Regions from separate parts of the Zea mays genome. Here region 1 is linked to region 2. A link is a contact called in public Hi-C data. All regions are on one chromosome and are shown on one strand. Each heading gives the region's core, a stretch centred on a gene start, on an enhancer-like site or on the middle of the called end of the contact. The rest is flanking DNA. Distances are from core to core; before and after follow the strand shown. Region 1 holds the start of LOC100281119 (IQ calmodulin-binding motif family protein). Region 2 holds the start of LOC100274496 (Protein kinase superfamily protein).

Region 1 (4,844 bases), core at 1,027-3,526, 210 kb after region 2:
GAGTCGACGACAGAGCATCCTCTCAACCTGAAAAAAGGATCGTTCAAGGACAGCACGCTGCTCACTCTGTACTTCTGTAGTCTGTAACAACAAGACACTGAAACGTCTTCTTCTCTACCCCGGCAGCAATACACAATGCTTGATTCTTGGCACTCAAAAACACCAGTCTCATCAAATTATCCAAACCCTAGGAACATCACACTCACACATACAGATTTTGCAGAAACTCGCAGACTTGAAGCCCAGCTTGAGCTTCTTCTACTGTTAAACTAGAGAGAATCCAGTACTCAGCAGCCTCCCGACGTCCCATCCCTACAAGCTAAAGGCCCGGCAGCTTTTCATCTTCCCGCTGCAGAAACCATGTGAGTGACAGAGTGAGACCCCGCCTGCGACTGCCATTGTCGTCGTCTACAAGGCTCTAAGCCATGCCGGCGGTGTCGGTGGCCAACGACCAGCAGTACGTGGTAGTGGCGGCGGTCATCACCGTGCTTGTGGACCCGCACTCGCTGTCGTGCACCGACGCGCTCCAGCGGTCGAGCCTGGCGCCCCAGGGGCACGCCGCGGGCGCGCTGGCCTGCGACGGGCACCGCTGCACGCGCGCGGGACCGTAACGGGGCGCCTGCCCGCGCGGGGCCGGCGTCGCCTGCGCCTGCGCCTCTAGAGACGCCCTGCGCCGCCCGCTGGGCTGCCAGGCCGCCTCGGCGGCGGCCGACGACACTGACAGCCGCTGCCTTGGCGCGCTCTGGGACCGCGCCTTGGCTCGCGACGACTCCGTGTTCGCCATGTAGCTGGGCACGAGCAGCGCGTACTCCGCCGAGGGCTTGTCGTCGTGCTGTTGCTGCTGCTGCTGCTGCCTCGACGGCGCGTAGCGGTACGGGCTGGCCCGCGCGGTGGCGAAGGAGAAGTCGTCGTACCGGCCGCTGTACGTGCGCGCGCTGGCGTCGGTGAGCGCGGACGGCGTCGGCGAGATCTTCTGGTACAGGTCGTTCTTGGACGGCGTGCGGCACAGCGGCGTCGCGTAGCAGCTGCTGCGCCGGGACGTGCGCGGCGTGCCGTGCGCCTCGGGTCCGCCGGCGCCGGTGTCCACCTCCACGATCTTGACGTTGTCCTCCGCCGTGTCCTGCACGCGCATTGCCGGTCAGTCAGACTCTCTGGCTCCCCTGTTCTGTTCGGATGGCTGCGGTTTGCCAGGTGTCGAGAGCGTCGGGAGGGGTCGTGACGTACCTGGTGGTGGTGGCGGAACCGGGGGTGGTGCGGCGAGCTGCGCCGGCCCGGCGTCGTCCGCGGTGTCCGGACGGGCTTCTCGTCCTCGAGCATCCGGAGGCGCTCGACGCGCGCCCTGTTCTGCGCCGCGACGAGCGCCTGCATGCAGCGCAGGGTGTGGCTGGCCTGGCGCCGCACCAGGTGGCCGCGCACCAGCGCCTGCAGCTTGACGAGCCCGCGCAGCGCGCACAGCGCCTTCCTCGCCTGCAGCCAGAGTGTGGCAGACACACAGAAAGAGACGTCACGGCACGTCACGCAGCCCAAGGATCGAAGTGATACGATTGAGGTGAAGTCAGCACTCAGCAGTGGATACGACGATGCGATACCGATACGACTAACGAGCGAGGTCAAGTCAACTGATAGCCAGCCTAGTACTTACCAGGTAGGATCTGAAGACGGCCTGGATCTTTATCGCGGCGGCCTCCTCGATTCCGATGACGGTGCGCTTGGACCCCGGCGCGGACATGGAGAGCCTGGCGGCGACGGCGGCGGCCTGCTTAGCCGCCATGGCCGCCTCGGCCGCGGCGGCGGTGGCGATGGCGACGGCGATGGCGTGCTGGTCCGGGTCCACCCGCGGCTCAAGGAAGCCGTAGGGCGCGAGGTGGCCCCGCGCGACGTCCTTGGCCGCCGCCGCCGACCCGGGCCCGGGCGACGCCGCCGCGGCCGGGCGGCGGAAGCTCCACCTCCGCTTCTCCTTGGCGCCGGGCGTGGACCCCGGCGTCGTGGCGACTCCCGGCAGCGGCAGCGCCAGCGCCAGGTCGGGCTCCGCCGCCGGCGCGAGCGCCCCGGCCTTGTTGTCCCTGCCCCTCCTGCTGCCCGGGAGGAAGCTTCTGAGCCACTTGCCCGCCTTGCCCATCTGCGGACGAGTGGCGGCGCCGGCGGCGCAGAATCAGAAGGCGTCACTGAGCGGCCGCATCGGAGGCGGCTTGCAGAGGAAGAGAGTATAGAGAGCGGATGAAGGTACTGGTTGGCCTGACGCTCACGGCACGGCGAGGTCCGGCATGTGGCAGCTGCGTGCGGAAGCAGTGGCTGTGGATGACTATGAGTGCAGCGGAGGGGAAGCCGGGAGCGGAAAGGAATGGAATGGAATATATTAGAGGCAGCAGCGGGCGCCATGGCCATGTGCGCGGTGCAGCGCTGCGCGCGGCAGATCACGCCGGCAATAACTAGTAGGAGGCCAGGACCAGGACCAGGACCCGGGACCAGGACGAGCGGCAGCCGGCAGGGGATCCAGTCCAGGCGGGCACGCACGTCGATGGCGCGCTCACGGTTCGTTTCGCAGGCAACAGCCAACAACAGCGCATCCACGTGTCATGATGTGAGGAAGCGAATGGGATTCTGGAGCTCCGAAAGCTGAATGAACGGATGGTCGATTGTTGAGAGGGGGGTTGGTGCTGATTGCTCGTCAAATGTTGATTTGGATGTTGAGAGCTACTAAGTGTATAGCAAGCATTGAGCGAGCCAGAGACTGCGACTGACAGTCCATGCCATGAGCCATATCGTCGCCAACGATCGGAATCCGATCCCGCCTGTACGTGGCATCATTGTCAAAACTGTGTCTGCAATCAAAACTCACTGAGATTTTCCATGCAGATGCAGTTGAGTTGTGCTCCAAACACTCCGACTGATGAGGTTCTGCTAGCGTACTATTTTAGTTCACTGAGAATCTGATATCCATCCATCCATGATGATAAGGATGACGCCACGCCATCGCCATGACCATGGGATGGGGCCCATGTCCATGAAGGATTGCTACCTTTGACCATGCTTAGTTTTATTACGTATGACGAGTGCAGGTAGCATGTGGTGTGGTGTGGTGTGGCGAGAGGGGTGATCCAGTTCCCCTCCCGCTGTGAGCCTGATTGTTTATCAGAGCCACACATGGCACAGCTCAGCTGGCGTCAAATCCGTCTGGCCATGGCCACCCCCGTTTTAAAAACCACAACTGGCAAGCTAGCTTTGGGGGGCACATGATCCGAGGCCAACCAACCAAAACCAGCAATCAGGATCAGCGACCCTTTCAGATCACTGCTACTACTGCTACTTCCTTTTCCAAGGCACACAGAAGCATCGCCACCAGGCACCAGCACGGCCATCCGATCGGGCCCCCCCGCAGTACGCGTACGGTGGCCGAATAGACTGCACGCGGTGTACGTCCGTACTACGGTCTCAACCAGGTAGTAGACCGTATACACTGTGGCCTGGCCTGTAGGGGACAGGGTGTGTTTAATGTTTTTCACGCCGTCATTCAATCTGCTGTGGGGTTTCCAAATTTATACTTGCTGGTCCCGTGTTGTTATGTTTGATTCAAAGCGTGGAATTTTGAACGCGGTTTTGCTGTAGCATCCTGCGTGCGTGGCGGCTAGCAGCGTGGGAGGGACCGGACCATGCATGTCCGTCCGTCCGTCCCTAGTCCGGCCGTATGCACATTTCATTCGTTCATTCATGGTGCGCACTTCGCTCATCGCTCAAGATTTTGGTTGTTATATTGTGCTTTTCAGGGCGTGTGCTAGCTGCCTAGCTAGCTATAGGATATTAGGATCGTTTTGAAATGGTTTGGCACTTGCCGCATGTCCAGACTTTTGGATTCCCCATGTCATCACAGATTCACAGTTTAGGCTATCCGCACTCATACTACTCTAAATTTCTACTCTAAAAGGAATATTCTATCCCCGTCAGCAGTCATGTTTACTCTATACCACAATCCTCTGTAGTCATGTTTACTCTATATCTCAACACTATACCGACTATCGCATATTATATCATTTTTTTTAACTTTATTCTTTTCCCAGCCAACAAACCGCTTCCTTCTCTCCTCCGATCTAGGCATTCCGGCACTCTGCAACAGTTTTTCGAGTAAGAGCTGCATGTACTCTGAAAGTAGCGTTCCTGGTTTCCTCATACCGTTTAGAGTAACTCAAACAGTTCACCACTGCGACAGTTTTTTACTGCATATTCAACTCTATATTTATAACGTTCTGGTTAAAGTTCCTCACTGCTCGTAGCCTTACATCGTTCCGACAGCCTCTGAGCGTCTCTTCCTCTTTGTATCTGAACTTGTTTCCCGCGACGTGTATGTGATTGTGCTCGTCAAAGTTGGATTCGTCGCGCGCCTTCTTCGGTCGCGAGAAACAGCTGAATAATGAAGCCCACTCTAGCTAGCCCTCTCGTCCACTAGTTGACCTATACGAGTTATGAGTTCGTCGTCGACTTTCAGCCACCTTCCCATCCAAAATCAACGACTTTCAGCCAGGATTTTAATGGACGATCGCCATCTCACCCCAACACAGTTGTGCCTCCACTCCTTTGATTATTTCATGATTCATTCGATTATTAGTCTCGGTACCTAGGATTTCAACAAAGCCCATTATTTTTTTTTCAAAAAAAAAAGTATGTAGTTTTTGTAGATCGGATACATTTAGAAACTATTGTTTACGGTCTGTCCTTGATTTGTACGTGTAGTTGCCTGTGTTACAAACTAGTTTAGGTTACCATTATATGTTAGAAATTATAGTTTTTAGGTTTATATTTAGAAATTAGTATAGCTTTTAGTTAGTTGTTTAGTCAGTTTAGGTTCTATG
Region 2 (4,981 bases), core at 2,198-4,697:
GATTAAGGAGAAAGCTCACTCGGTCTAAGTGAACGTTTGAGAGAGGGAAACAGTTGAAAGAGACTCGGTCTTTGTGACCACCTCAATGGGGACTAGGTTCTTTGGAACCAAACCTCGGTAAAACAAATCACCGTGTCATCCGCTTTATTTTCTTGGTTGATTTGTTTTCCCTCTCTCCCGGACTTGATATTCGCTCTAACGCTAACCCCGGCTTGTAGTTTGTGGATTAAGTTATAAATTTCAGATTTCGCCTATCCACCCCCTCTAGGAGACTTTCACAATAGTGCTTATAGTCATATTTGTCTCATCTCTTGTGTATTCTCTGTAGATTTAGTGTTTGGCGTTCGTTCTAGCCAAACAGAGAGGTGTAGTGTTGCTGCAAGAGTGAGCAATGACCTTGAACAAGTGTTGGTGTTTTGTTCATCTACCGGAGAGCTGCTAACTTGTGATAGTCACATTTCTATTGTATTGCAACCATCATCTAAGATAGTGGAAGACTCGATTTATCACACTGGTGATAAACCTAAGCAACCGGATGGAGTTGTAATAGAGTCAAGTTGGCTAACTCCAACGTGGATGTAGGCAACATTTCAGGCTTGGGCAAACCATGGAAAAAATGATTTGTCTCTTGTCTCTTGCATTGCTTTCTTATTTTCACTTCTCTACTTATCTTTGGTATAAGCTTTATGTGAAGTACATGATATTTTGAGGCAAAGACTCTATTCTGCCGCGATCTACTTGACTTATTTTATTCCGCCGTGATTAACGCTTCGAGTAGAGTAAAAAAATCATTTGAGTTTAAGTTTTTATATTTTCCTATTCACCCCTCTAGGCGACATCCAAGTCCTTAGTACCGTCAAAGGGTACTTTCATAAATTGTCAATCCTTTTGATATATCTGAAACATACTTAGAAACAATTAACAAATCAATATTTTGAAGACATTTGGCCAAAGAGAACCCCCAACAAGAGAGTTGCTAAATGGTAACATGGAGTAAATTTTGTGTGTTCTCCAATAGTTCTCTATTTTAGTTACCAAATATTTTTGGTATACATCTATGCTTCGAGAGTGAACAGAAGCTTGCTACATTTAGCAACAATATAAGGTTTATATTTAGCAACAATATAAGGTTGGATAGGGACTTTATAAATTTAGTCACATCTTTGACATAACCGTTGAACTTCTTAAATTTGTATTTAGGAACATAAGATGCTCGAATTACTCTCTAGGTTTTATTATGACAACCACTTTCTTACTTTGCTTTGCTGCATGAGTAGTCACGATTAGGGATGGTAATGAGGAATTTCTCGTCGGGGAATAGCTCCCCATCCCTATCTCCATCCCCGTAACAAAAAAATCACGGAAATCTCCCCGTTTGCCGTGAGGATAAATCCCCGACGAGGAACCACGTTCTCGCTTAAATTATAATTAAGACATGCATCTTTTATTATTAATGTAAAATATTGTCACTTGTATACATTGACAGAGTAAGAAATTATTATATATACATCAAAATGAATATATTTGTAAAATGAGTAATATTTTGACAATATAATTATTTAGTTTTATTATTAACTAGTACACAAAAACATCGTCACGTACAAATTTAACGGGACCTTACGAGGAACGGGGATGGAGAATGTTTCCTATCTCCGTCCCTGTTTATCCGTCAAAAGAAGAAAATTTTCTGTTTACATTTTTATAGGGGAAGAAACTTCTTCATCGGCTAACAGAGCAATTCGCTGCGAAGAATTAGGAATCGGGCCCACGATCAACGACTCCTTATCTCACGCTCATCCCCCACTAGGCACTACACTGCACTTGGTAATAATATGCTAGTCATGTAGGCGGCTGTCTGAATCTGATGTGAGGTGGGCTCCGAATCGGCCGGCCGGCGAAAAGGAGAGGCCGCCAGGCGCCGGCCGGCCGCCACCCACCATGACGACCATGGTTGCTGCGTGCTCTACCCGGGGCCTCTACCAACTAACGAACGGAACCACTCTGTAGCACAAGAGTTGCTTCAGCCGCAAGCTCTAGTTAGCTTTCTGAATCTCTGAACGTACGCCATTGCGCACCGTCGTCTTGTCTAGCAGAGAGCCATGCATCCTCCATCGCCGGCCATTCGGGATCTTTTTTTTTCGGTGCTGGATCGGATGATCTTGGCTTTAAGGCGGCACCGCCACATGATCCGGTAGTGGGAGCAAAAGCTCGGTCCCTGTCACACACATGCATGGTCTAGGGCTGGGCTGCGTGTCCTGACGTACGCAACACCAGACGTACGTGTGCCTGCTTTATGGTTGGTTCCATGGCTGGTGCTTTCGTTCCTGCGATGCGAGGATAAGAAATGCGAGTGCACCTGCGGTCCTGAAAAGGATACAGATCAAATCAAACTTTGATTATAATTACCAGGTTTACACAAAAAAGGTGCCAATAAATTTATCTTTGTATTTTGTTTCGTAGTATACTTGTCAGCTGTATGTTTGGTTTCCGCCACAACTTTCCTAACTTTCCCGTCTAAATTTAGGGGTTGTTTGATTCTATAACTATGGTGCCAAAAAATTGCCAAACAATGTTATGTCACATTTGCCTAATGTGCATAAGGTTAGTCGCTCAAATTCTACGCCACAGTTTGCCACGCCTAAGAGCAACTCCAATAGTTATGTAAATTTTAGCTCTCTAAATCACAGATTTAAGAAGTGCTAAATGGCTTTTGAAGTAAAAAAATGTGAGTTCTCCAATAGTTCTCTAAATATAGGTTGTAATTTTGTTTTGTATCTATCCACATAAAAAATAAGTCACAAAAACTATATAATGCAGTCAACATTTTTGTTTAGGGAGTTGTTAAATGGTTGACAAATGTAGAGAGAAAATGAGGTTAGATGACAAGTTGTTAAATTTAGAAAGTTCATTTAGAGAACTGTTGGAGAATAATTTTCATGTTAACTACCTAAATTATTGATTTAAGAAGTCTTTTAGAGAACTAATGGAGTTGCTCTAAGCGAATCTTGTCACAATTTTATCGGTCATTGACGAGTGAGACCTACGCAGCAGGAGAAAAATCTTACCATAACTGTGGCTTTAAATTAAACTAAACATATGCATAATTTAGTCAAACTTATCTAATCTTAGATGTGGCGAATCGTGACAAGTTAGACAATAAACCAAACAACTGGGGTTCTTCAACTCAAACGAAAAGCTGTGGCTTCTTAAGCAGGAAACCAACTAGTAGGCAAGTAAAGCAGCCAACCTTTTTGACAGATGAAAATCGAGGACCCACATGTATGAAGATGACTGGCAATCATCTTGGGCATGACTGGCAATAATCTCGAGCGCATGCCGTATGCGAAAGAAAAAATCTCTCGTCTGCAGTCCAGCTTGGACCGTGGGGAAGCAGCATATCCTTTGCGGCCGCAAGAGACGCGGCGTAGAACAAAGGAGCCGCCAAGACGGCAAGGCGCCAAGGCGACCGGACAGGCCTAGGCGAAGCGGGCGCAGCTCCTGCCGGTGGTGGGTAGTGGCCCTAGCAATAAACATCTTGCCCAACCGGCTCTCGCTACGCGCCTACGCTTCGTCAACACCGGAACCGCCCCCACCCCGCCCCGAGCGCCAATTGCACCGCCGCTCCCGGCCAAACCGGCCAAGTCAACGGCGCATCCACTTCTCCTTACCATCCCGGAGGTAATCTTGCGCCGATTCGGTGCCGATTTGCGCCATCCGCGACCGGAGGCTCCGCCGGGTCTTGTGTTCTTGCGGGGCGGGGGCTCAGGACAACCTGGCCTCTGCTTGATTGGATTCGGGGCGTTCGGCGCCTCCAGCTCGCGATCTTTCCTGCCGGTTTCGTCGACCGCTGGTCAACCTGGCCGGTCGGTCCCGGGGGCTCTTCACCTCCGTGCTGCCTGCCACCGTCGCTTTAGGTCGGTATAGTACAGCTGCATCCTCTCTTTACTTGTTGGATTGGATCCACCGGTGTCTATCTCCTCTCCTGCCAGGTCACGGCCTAATTCGTGGAATTTTGTTTGGTGGTGCATATCTCCAGTCAAGTCTCGGCCAAGATTTTAGCTATCTCCGGTCAAAAGGCTTTACCGATTCTTGGATTGGTGGCTTCTTGGGGGCGAGAAGCCGGTTCCTGTTTCGTCTCTTGTGCTCCAGCATGTTCTGTAGCACACCGGTTCCCCATCTCCAGTGAAGGTGTTCGTGTGCTCTTGGTTTTGTGCCTCCCGGAATCGTTCCCGGAAAGCTACTTTTGGCCGCTGCGGCGATGGCGTCGAGCACCAGCGAGATGGCCGAGGGGAAGGAGAAGCTGAAGAGGTCCGGCAGCTTGGGAAGCAACGATACGTATGTGCGTGCAGACAAGATTGATCTTACGAGCCTCGACATCCAGCTGGAGAACCAGCTCACCAAGACCTGGGGCAAAGCCAATCTCAAATCCCAGGGGCCAAAGGAGGAGTGGGAGATCGACCTTGCAAAGCTGGAGATCCGCTATGTCATCGCTCAGGGGACGTATGGCACGGTCTACCGGGGCACCTACGATGGACAGGACGTCGCAGGTATTGATCTAGCTCTGCTTCTTTCAAAGTGTATGATAATGTTGCAGACAGGCTCACTTTGGTAAAAGTCTTATGCTGTCTTATGGATTCAAGGTGAAATAACATACCCCATGACTGAAACAATATACCCCATGATTGAAACAATGCTTCTGTGTGACTACTGACTAGTTCCAGTAGCTTACTTATTGAAGTTTATTCCAATCCAACCTATGGAATGGAAGGCCTTATTATTCGATTTTTTGTGGAAAGTAATACCTGGCATCACTTCTCTGTCTAATCCAGGGTTTGTCTTGATCATTTGTGCTTGAGATGCTGCTACATATGCTTGATTGCGAATTTGCAATGTATCTACTGTTCTTTTGCAACTGCTCCATATGTTCTATCACATTGCGGACTCTAAGATATGCATGCCTTTTTTTTCTTAAGAAGAAACT

What was found. Hi-C and Micro-C count contacts between places; a contact is called where the count stands out from the background.
Region 1: a contact with region 2 is called in a Hi-C map of leaf, with 4 times the contacts expected there. The contact joins the promoter of LOC100281119 here to the promoter of LOC100274496 in region 2. A contact is called at or near these places in 3 of 25 Hi-C or Micro-C datasets (ear and leaf).

The regions. Positions count from the first base shown.
Region 1 is chr1:259,335,575-259,340,418 of Zm-B73-REFERENCE-NAM-5.0, forward strand. LOC100281119 (IQ calmodulin-binding motif family protein) reads right to left here and starts at 2,277. Exons shown (of 3, transcript NM_001154038.3): 1 at 1,643-2,277; 2 at 1,225-1,467; 3 at 42-1,120. The coding sequence starts at 2,119. The coding sequence ends at 419.
Region 2 is chr1:259,126,998-259,131,978 of Zm-B73-REFERENCE-NAM-5.0, forward strand. It overlaps LOC100274496 (Protein kinase superfamily protein), which reads left to right and starts at 3,448. Exons shown (of 7, transcript NM_001148854.1): 1 at 3,448-3,914; 2 at 4,037-4,547. The coding sequence starts at 4,259. It overlaps LOC111590566 (a long non-coding RNA gene), which reads right to left and starts at 3,911. Exons shown (of 2, transcript XR_002749691.2): 1 at 3,248-3,911; 2 at 1,591-2,364.